2 separate regions of the Rattus norvegicus genome follow, and region 2 is linked to region 1. Evidence: chromatin contacts called from public Hi-C data. All regions are on one chromosome and are shown on one strand. The core of a region is the stretch at or near the end of the contact, and the rest is flanking DNA. Distances in the headings are between cores, read along the strand shown. Region 1 has its middle 19 kb from the start of Ranbp6. Region 2 overlaps Gldc (glycine decarboxylase).

Region 1 (5,003 bases), core at 1,549-4,048:
TTGCTGCTAGCATTCTCCTCTGTATTTGACATGCGCTGGCTGTGTCTCTCAGGAGACATCTATATCTGGTTCCTGTCAACATGCACTTCTTAGCTTCATCAATCTTACCTAGTTTTGGTGGCTGTATATACATATGGGCCACATGTGGGGCAGGCTCTGAATGGCTGTTCCTTCAGTCTCTAAACTTTGCCTCCATATCCCCTCCTATGGATATTTTTGATCCCCCTTTTAATGAGGGAAGCATCCGTAATTTAAGTTAAGCAGCGACAGAGTGAAAGATGCTGAATTGGGGTCATTTATCGCATCCAGATAGATTCCCAAATGTAAATAGTCTTATTAGACTTCTTCATTGAGATTTTTTCATCAAGAATTATCACTTAAAATTGATAGCCTGTAAGAAGTAAAACATAATACAGCAGTATGACCCTCCGATTTCCTGCAAAGGTTAGTTTCTGACTTATTTTCTTATGCCTTGTGTAATTGTTAGTGTTAACAGAATCACCCTGGAGAAAGGTCTCTGACCATGCCTGTGGGGAATCACTTTGATTATGTTGAAATTGAGTGTGGCAGTCCACTAATGTGGGTGGCACCCATTCCCAGTGCTGGGATTCTAGAACGTACAACATAAAGAACATTAGCAGAGCAGAAGCACCCCTCCCTCCCTGCTTCCTAATCCCGGGTGGATGTGACAAACCTCTTCAAGCTCCTATGGCCTTGACTCCCCCATCATGATGGACCAGACTTTGGAACTATGAACTAAAATGACCCCTTTCTTCTTTAAATGGTTTTGTCAGAGACATTTTATCACAGAAACAGGAAAAGAAATCTAGACTGGCATTGGTACCCAGAAGTGAGGCTGTTGCTGTGATAAATCTGACAGTGTGGTTGGCTCTCAGGCCATTGGAGCCATTTTGTAGCTGGAATGTGGAAGCGCTTGAGATCTGGGGTTAGAACAGTTACAGAATGCAGGACTCCCTCCTTGTTCCATGTTGACTGCAGACAAAAATATACGACCAGCTTAAAGCCTTGCTGCCTTAACTTCCTTGCCGTGGTGAAGCTGGGAGCCCGAAATAAACCCTTTCTTCCGACGTTGCTTTTTTCCATGGTAATTTATTACAGCAACAGGAAGAGAAACTGGGACAGAAATAGAGATGGCATCATGAGGGTTACTGTTGCCTACTTGTCAGAATCTAGAATCCCTGGGCACGCCTCGGTTATGTTGAGATGGAAGGACTTGCCCCCTGAGGTACCATTCGCAGGGTAGGGCTGGGCTGTATGAAACAGAAAGTAAGAGACTCACTCATCACGCTCTGCACCCCAGCCACGGGTCATGTGACCTCAACCGCCTGAGGTCTTGACTTCCCCATCTTAATCTGGGAACCCAAATAAACCCTCCCTTCCTTGGGCTGCTCTTGTCAGAGTACTTAATCGCAGCAACAGGAAAAGAAACGAAGACACCCTGACGCCCATGTGCTACTCCAAAGGGATTAGTGTGTCCGTCTCCGGTGCTCACGAGGGCTATAGTTTATTGCGCATGTAAATTACTATTAACGAGAATAGGTTACTGGCTAATTAATGTTCACAATGTCATTTCTAAAAGCAGTTCTGGGAAAGGAAAAACTTCAGAATATTCCCCAAGAGGTCAAATCCAGATAATACTGCCTATGCTCAAAATTAATGTCTCTTGAATCCTAAAAGAGCACAGAGTCACCATGGGTTTCCCTCTGCACAGAATGTCTGGCCAGAGATGGTTGTTGATACTGTAAAAGTTAAAAACATTTCCAGAAGACACTGAAGAAGGGAGATCAGGTCAGATCCGGCATATCTGGTTCTGACCATAAATGGCATTTCTAATGGTCAAGACTTTACGTTAGGAGCATAGTTGAAACTTAATCTTATATACACCCATATTTAAATGTTACTTTAGAAATGTCTGTCTTTAAGAACCAAAGAGGGGGCTGGAGAGATGGCTCAGTGGTTAAGAGCACTGTCTGCTCTTCCAGAGGTCCTGAGTTCAATTCCCAGCAACCACATGGTGGCTCACAACCATCTGTAATGAGATCTGATGCCCTCTTCTGGTGTGTCTGAAGACAGTGACAGTGTACTCACATACATACAGTAAATAAATAAAATCTTTTTTAAAAAAAGAACCAAAGAAGAGATTACAAACAAGGGAACAAAGGAAAGCTATCATACTGTCATTGAACTTCATTGTGAAGCTGAGGCACAGTCTATGGGTGCCCTGAAGGGTCACTTTCACTATGATATGATTGGATGATATCATTCAGTTAGCACTCTGGTTTTTCTTCATAAAAGGAAAGCTTTGTGTAAAATATTATGTGTGTGTTTAAATTTATAGATTTGAAGCAGAAGTCAGCAAGTCAGCAAGTGAAAATTCTAGAGTATTAATGCATGTAAGTAGGGATTTGGCTGACATGAACCTTGAATTTGCCTTTCAGAAGTGTATTGCTAGGGAACTTAGCAACCAACAACAGAACTAAGGGTTTAAGGAAGGAGGAAGAGGAGGAGGTGGAGGAGTAGGAACAGGAGGAAGAAGAGGGAGAAGAGGAAAGGGGAGGAGGAGGAGGTAACAAGGAAACTCATTAAAGGCTAGCTGTTACTCAAAGACTGTTGGAGGGAGGACCAGAAGTCGGACTCTGAGGCCATAAGGGCAAAGAAATGCACAGGGTGACTGTGGGTGAAAGTTAACTAACTGTCCTGGGCTCACCACAGCCACCGCCCTAAATGCCAGAGGAGTTAAGGTAACTATGATGCTCATGCCGCAGGGCCACAGGCTTTCTGCCTGAGTCAACACTATTCCTGCTATTTGTGGTCCTCTCCTCACTCTGCATTCTGAGAAATCTGGATATGTACAATAGCAACACCAACAATAATGATGTGAATGAAGTAGAAACATATTCCTTCTGAGTCAAGGTAAACATCCGAGGTGTGAAGGCAGTGTCTTAGTCAGGGTTTCTATTCCTGCACAAACATGACCAGGAAGCAAGTTGGGGAGGAAAGGGTTTATTCAGCTTACACTTCCACATTGCTGTTTCATTACCAAAGGAAGTCAGGACTGGAATTCAAGCAGGTCAGAAAGCAGGAGTTGATGCAGAGGCCATGGAGGGATATTACTTACTGGCTCACTTCCCCTGGCTTGGTCAGTTTGCTCTCTTATAGAAGAACCCAAGACCACCAGCCCAGGGACGGCACCACCCACAATGGGCCAGGTCCTCCCCCCTTGACCACTAGTTGAGAAAATGCCTTACAGCTGGATCTCATGAAGGCATTTTCACAACTGAGGCTCCTTTTTCTGTGATAACTCCAGCTTGTGTCAAGTTGACACACAAAACATAGTCCAGAGTGAAAAGGGGACCAGGCAGAATCTTCTGATGTTCTTGTTTAACTCTGCAGCTTTAGCTCACTGTCTAAGGAAGCACTAACTAAATCCTAAACATGACTGACGAGACAGAACAAATAGACGGCACACTCGTGCTCTCCTAAAAAAAAAAAAAAATGTCCCAGAAGACAAGGGAGCCCACAGATAAAATCTCAGCTTCCTGGTATAACTTCAAGCATTTACTGAGTCTGAAATGGTTTGAGGCATTTGGCCCCATGATAGTCTAGTGATATCTGGTTCTCTCCCGACCTTCTCTTGCTTAGGACCACAGCATCCCTGGGTATCCACACATTCTCCCAGTCCCAGCTTCACGGCTTGCATTTAAACTCCTCACAGCCTTTGAGGAATCTAGCACAGGTTTCCATCCTCAGCACCTAACAGCCAAAGCATCAAAGGAGGTGTAAGCAGTGTCCCACACTATGCAGAGGCTGCCCATGGTTGATGTGACAGCTCCTTCTACAGCCCAAGTGTGATGTGCAGCAAGGCCCTCTCTCTTCTTCACCACAGTCCTTGGTGGCCAGAAGTGTGACACTCAGGCCTCTGGCTGCCTGTAAGTCATATCGTCCTTATTCCAAATTCCATCTCTTGGCAGAGCCTCAAGGATAGCTAGAATGTGGAAGGGAAAACATTCAGTTTTCCAATGAGATAACTGACTGAATCATTAGTAGGGTTATAAGTAAATTTTGGTTTAAAGGAAATGCATCGCTTTACCATTAATAAATCATTTCTTTTATTTAAGAGAAGAGAGTACCATGCATGTATAACAGAATAAGTTGTGATTGTTGTAACTTGGCCTTGTGTAACTTGAAAATAGAAATACCTTCTTTATCTTACTGTGCAAAATCTTTAAAACTGGGAGCTTTCCTGGAGCTGCTGAAATGGCTCAGTTTAAGAGCACTGGCTCCTATCTCTGAGGACCCAGATTTGATGGCCTGAATCCACATGGCAGCTTACAACCATCTATAACTCTGGTTCTTGGGGATCTAATGTCTCTGTGGGCTCTTCAAGCAAATAATGCACAAACATACATTTAAGCAAAACAACTACACACATAAATTTATATATATATATATGTTATTTATTTATATATATCCTTTTACAATTAAAGCAAGACTTTTCTGAATACTAAGAAAGATCACTTGAAAGGGATTTTACCCCTTTGTATGGATAGAAAATTTCATAGGTTTTTTTAAACTATTTTTATTAATGCTTCAGAAATATTAAATTCCATGGATATCTATCTATCTACAACAACCTGGGAAAACTCTTCAGAGGACATAAAACATATCCCTTAAAAGAAGTATCCTTAAATGAACCATCATTAATCAGAATGAGCCAGCTCAGTCCTCTCTGAATTTGAGCCATGAAGAATTTACAATTGTAAGGAGGACATTTTCTCTCACTCCTTTGTGTCTGAAGGCTAGAGTTTTTTGTCTTCCCTAACTCTGGACTTTCTGTCGACAGTATCACCCATCTGCTTATCCCAGATTCACCCCAAACAAAAGGACAAGACAATTTATACTTTGTTTAAAAACTGACTTTTCAAGCTAATACAATGCGATTCCTCTCCCCCCCCCCCCCCCCGGCAATCAAATTGAAGTTT
Region 2 (5,086 bases), core at 1,036-3,535, 330 kb before region 1:
GACCAGTGGACCCACAAAATCTTAACCTCATTATTAATCCAGGAACTATTTTATTCACTCATTTACTTTTGTTGTTTTCTTGACAAAGGTAATCTCAAACTGTGTGGCTGAAGAGATCCTTGAACTCCTGATCCCCTGCCCTTGCTTGCCGAGCAGTGAGATTATAAACATGTGCCACCACACACACTGTCTTATTACTTTTGGTTTTTGCTGTTTGTATGGTTTTGGGGGCTGAATTCCAGAGCCCTCTGCATGTCTAGCACTGAGGCTCTAGGCCCTTGACCTTTTACTTTGGCAAGGATTGTCAAATGGCCATACCCTATCGTGGTAGCTTTTTATGGATGACAGCTAAACATTGTATCAAAAAAAAAATTAAATTGACTCAGGGAAGATGACCTCACAAACACAGGGTCTTGAATATAGATCCTCAGACTCCACTTAAAAAGCCGGGGTGTGGCTCAGATTTCAGGCCTAGCTATAATCCCAGGGGTGGGGAGGTATTGACTAACAACCCCTGGTTTGCTAGCCAGCTAGTTTAGCGGAGTTGGTGTGTTCCAGATTTGGGTTGGCCCTGAATCAATAAACAGACAAACAAACAAAGAGAGAAATATGAAAGGGATTGAAGAAGGTGCTCAGTGCTGACCTCTGACCTCCACATGCACATACATTGTACACACAGAGAAGTGCAGTTGACTAACAACTTCTAGCTGTTAAAACAAAACCCTACTTAATTGTGCCTAAACATCATCTAGCTACACTACTATTTAGGCACATATCTAAAGGAAATAACCTGATAAATGTGAGAGGGTTGTCCATTGAAACCTCATTTACAATAGATAGTCCAGCTTTGGACTATTATTGGAAGTAGATTAAATGCGCAACAGCACATAATCACACTGTGTCTCGTCTAATCTATTCAGCTATTGAAAAAATAATTATGTGGGAATTGATCTGTAGGCAAGCAAAGATGAGACCTTGTATAGTGGCTCATGTCTGTAATCATAGTTAAGGTAAATTGAGGCAGAAAGATGGTCATAAGTTAAGGCCAGCCTGGTCTACATGGTAAGCTCCAGGACAGACAAGACTGCATAAGAAGAGCCATGATAAGTTCCAGACCTACGTGAAATTTGGTATAATCCTCCTGCCTCATCCTCTCAATTTATAGGGTGCTAGGCATAATGTCCTTTTTAATCACGCACACAGATACACACACACACACACACACACACACACACACACACACAGAGGGAGAGAGAGAGAGAGAGAGAGAGAGAGAGAGAGAGAGCCATAGATAAAGAGACACAATGAGACTGCACCCATTTCTAATTTGTACATGAAAACATAGGTAGTAATGATTTCTGGTTGGTCTTCTGGTAATTTCTTTTCCTCCCTTGTTGCTATGTATTTCATGATTTTTCTATAGCATAGCATTAATCGTTGGCCGGTAAACATGCAGTGGTCACCTCTTGATGTCTGTGACGCTAGGGGCTATTGTGCAGCGCTCTGTCTGAGATGGTTGTGTTCCCCGTCTTGCCTAGGTCTCAAGCGAGCGGGACACCAACTCCAGCACGACCTGTTCTTTGACACTTTGAAGGTTCAGTGTGGCTGCTCACTGAAGGAGGTGTTGGGCAGAGCAGCTCAGAGGCAAATCAACTTTCGACTCTTCGATGACGGCACAGTGAGTCAGAGGCTTAGTGTTTGTGCCAGTTCTTTGTGTCTCCATGAGTCCTCTCATGAAGAGCCTTCCATTTTGTTTAAAGAAACACTGGGATTCAGAGTCTACTACTTTTGTAAACAGTTTCGAATTTCTAGCCTGTTCTACTGTGATCTTTTCGAAGAAGCATAAATTGTGCTCAGCGTTTCCCGATTGTTTTTGTATGTGGGGACTGTTCATGCTTTAGTGTCTAAGTCAGATAACAAAGGAGATTTGGGGGATGAAGACGCTAACCACATTTAGTGCCTGTGGGAGCATCCTGAAGTCACTGGACTGTTAGCGTCCACAGTTGTCTTGCCAAATTTAATTAAAGCTTGTCAGGTTTGAGACTGGTCTAGTCCCTTTCCCTTAAAGGTCAACTTGCCCCTCACAGTTCCTGGTGTTCTAGGATCAGAACGTTCTCCCTTTTGGCGTCTTGGACAGTTTTCCTCCTGTGATCTGGAGTTTGGAGCTGATGGCTTCCGTTTGGTTTTTGTTTCTGTAGCTTGGCATTTCTTTGGATGAAACAGTCACTGAGAAAGATCTGGATGATTTACTGTGGATCTTTGGCTGTGAGTCATCCACCGTAAGTAAAGACATGTTCCATTCATCATGATTATTAGGTGCGGTGTCGAGAATGGCTCCGCTCTGCCTTTTGTGGGCCTGAATATGAGTTAGAAAGCGCTCAAGTGTGGCAATGGCCATCCTGCTGTTCAATTTATGGCACTGCCTATCTGTCCCTTGTTCCCGTGACTGCTGAAAACTAAAAGTCACTGCGAACAGACCCTACCCAGGTCGGGACATCCAGGCTAGGTGAATTATTAGTGGTGCTGCACCCTGACTTTAACGCAAAGATTTGTGACATTGCATCTCGGTTTCTGTCAATTCTGGATGTGACACCCATTCATTTAACGAGTAATTCTCAAGGATGTAATATGTGTCAGATAATGTATACCCTGAGGTTATGATGACGAACTGAGCATGGTTCCTGCCTCTACTAAATATACCGTCCAGTAAGGAGCCAGAGAAGTAATCCCAGCATGGTCTGCGAGGAAACCAGGGGCAGAGCGGGCCAGCTTCTTTCTTACCAGGGCTCGGGTCAGTTACCTACCTTAAGATAGGAGCGTGAGCGTGAGCTGTGATACATCAAGATGGTGTGAGAGGAGAAGGGTAGGTTCAGATATATATTCTACCCTGGTGGAAACAGTCATAAAGGCCAGGAAGACAGATGCCTGAGACACTGAAGCTGTTCTGTGTGACTGAGTGGGTTCCCACAATAGCCAACCATCAGGGATGAACGAGGCACAGGCTTACCATGCTGTAGGACAGAAGTGAAAGAGATGGCTCTCTAGACCCATGGCAGGGTCTAAGCAGAGCATATGCTTGTTATATATATTGAGAATATTCAGTGAATATTTGTTTACTGAATTAGTGAAAGAAAGCTTTTACAGTAGGAGTTGAAATAAACTCTTCAGAGTACTGAGTGATGGTCTTTGGTTGTCCAGACTTATTAAGAGCATTATTCAACTCCAGAGACTAGTTATAAACTACCATGAAGCTTCCCAGTGGTCCCCCAACGTTGAAATTTATTAAGTAAATAGGACCAGGTAAACTCCTTTCCTGTAGAACACCAAAGTGAGTTTCCTCAAGATTGTTGGTCTATATACATTTGAGGGATGTTTCTGGAGTCATTGACATGACTTGAGGTAGCTGTGTCTTTCCATTTGTTTTCTGCTGCTGTGATAAAAACACTATGACCAAAAGCAACCAAAAGCAGGAAGGTTACAGTATATCACTGAGGAAAGGCAGGGCAGGAACTCAGGTGGAAAGCATAGAGGGACACTGCTTATCGGCTTGTTTCTCACAAAATCCAGGCCCATGAGCCCAGTGTGGCAGCAACATACGCCATCCTCCTGCATCAGTCCTCAATCAAGAAAGTGCCCCACAGATTTGCCAAGGGCCAATCTGATGGAGGAAGTTCCTAGGCAAAGATTCCCTCTTCCCAGGTGACTTTAGCTTGGGTCAAGTTCACAAAGGCAAACCAGCACACCATGCTGTTGACATAGGGAGGGATGAGGAACAGGGCATGTATTAGATTAGATGTTCTAGATATAAAATCTGTATGATCTGCACACACTTTCCCCATCATTAGAACAGCTTCTTGGCTCTCCTGATAATATCACTGATGAACAGAACAGATGTTTTTATTTTTGCTTACTTATTTTGTTGTGCTAGTGAAACACACACACACACACACACACACCCAGCAAGTAAGGACTTGACTAATGAGCTACACCCTGTAGTTTACAAATCTCGGTTGTTTGTTTGTTTTTTGTTGTCTTTTTGGTGGTGTATTTAACTCAGGCCAGGCAACGGATCTGCTCCTGAGTTACTCACATAGCTCAAATGTTCTTATTTATTTGTTTGTTTATTTTAATTTGTTTTTGGGTTTTCTTGTTTGCTTGCTTGTTTAAGTCAAGATCTAGTGTAGCCAAGGGTTTCACAACTTTTTTATATTTATTTATTTTTATTTTACATGTGTAAGTGTTTTAACATATGAATATTCGTGGTCAGAAGAGGGTGTCCAATGTCTTGGAACTGCATTTACACAAGGTCGTAGGCCACAACATTGGTGCTGGGAACTGAACTTAGGTCCTCTGAGAGAGCAACCAGCGCTCTTAACCACTGAGCCACCTCTCCAGCCCTGTACAGATGGAATTGTTCATCTTCTTGCCTCTACCTCCCTAGCACTAGGATTGTAGGTGTATGTCACACATCCAGTCTGTGCTGGTCTATGGGTAAAACTCACACGAGTTTCAGAAGCACTGTGCCAACTTTACATCATCCTCAGTCGGCCCCTCAAATATTTTTGATTTTTAATGTGTTGCAAGACTAGAAGGGTTTCTGTAAGCATCTCGGCAGCAGAGAGATGAACCCAGGGAAGCAAGGAGACAGTTTGGCTCAACGCAACTCAGTAGCCAGTGTTGGTTCAAACATCCGGAGTCTGACCCAGAGTGATTTATTTTAGACCAGTGGTTCTCAAGCCTCTTAATGCTGCGACCCTTTAATACAGTTTGTGATATGGTGACCCCACCCAGCATAAAATTATTTTTGTTGCTACTTCATAACTGTGATTTTGCTACTGTTATGAGTCTTAATGTAAATGTGCACCTTTTCCGATGGTATTAGGCAACCCCTGGGAAAGAGTCCTTTGACCCCGGGGGTTCTGACCTGCAGGTTGAGAACCACTGTTTTAGGCATATTTAAGCACAGCACCGTTTGGTAAAAGCTATTCTAGTGTTGGTTAACTCAATCCTGCACTCAAAACAAAGCATATATCTCTCTGTCTGAGGGACACAGTAAGCTAAATACAGATCAGATGAGACTATGTCA

What was found. A called contact is a pair of places that touch in the nucleus more often than the background predicts.
Region 2: a contact with region 1 is called in a Hi-C map of the A7r5 cell line, with 9 times the contacts expected there. The contact joins two enhancer-like sites. A contact is called at or near these places in 5 of 12 Hi-C or Micro-C datasets (the A7r5 cell line, frontal cortex, kidney and 2 more).

What each region holds. Positions count from the first base shown.
Region 1 is chr1:237,006,661-237,011,663 of GRCr8, reverse strand. No RefSeq gene overlaps it. Among named protein-coding and RNA genes, the nearest start is that of Ranbp6, 19 kb to the right of the region's middle. Within about 2 kb of position 2,798, at least 3 of the 93 cell types and tissues checked have an H3K27ac peak or open chromatin away from gene starts, as enhancers often do. A contact at or near this core is called in the A7r5 cell line, where this site is marked.
Region 2 is chr1:237,331,215-237,336,300 of GRCr8, reverse strand. Gldc (glycine decarboxylase) reads left to right here. Exons shown (of 25, transcript NM_001415944.1): 10 at 1,539-1,678; 11 at 2,199-2,279. Among named protein-coding and RNA genes, the nearest start is that of Gldc, 42 kb to the left of the region's middle. Within about 2 kb of position 2,285, at least 7 of the 93 cell types and tissues checked have an H3K27ac peak or open chromatin away from gene starts, as enhancers often do. A contact at or near this core is called in the A7r5 cell line, where this site is marked.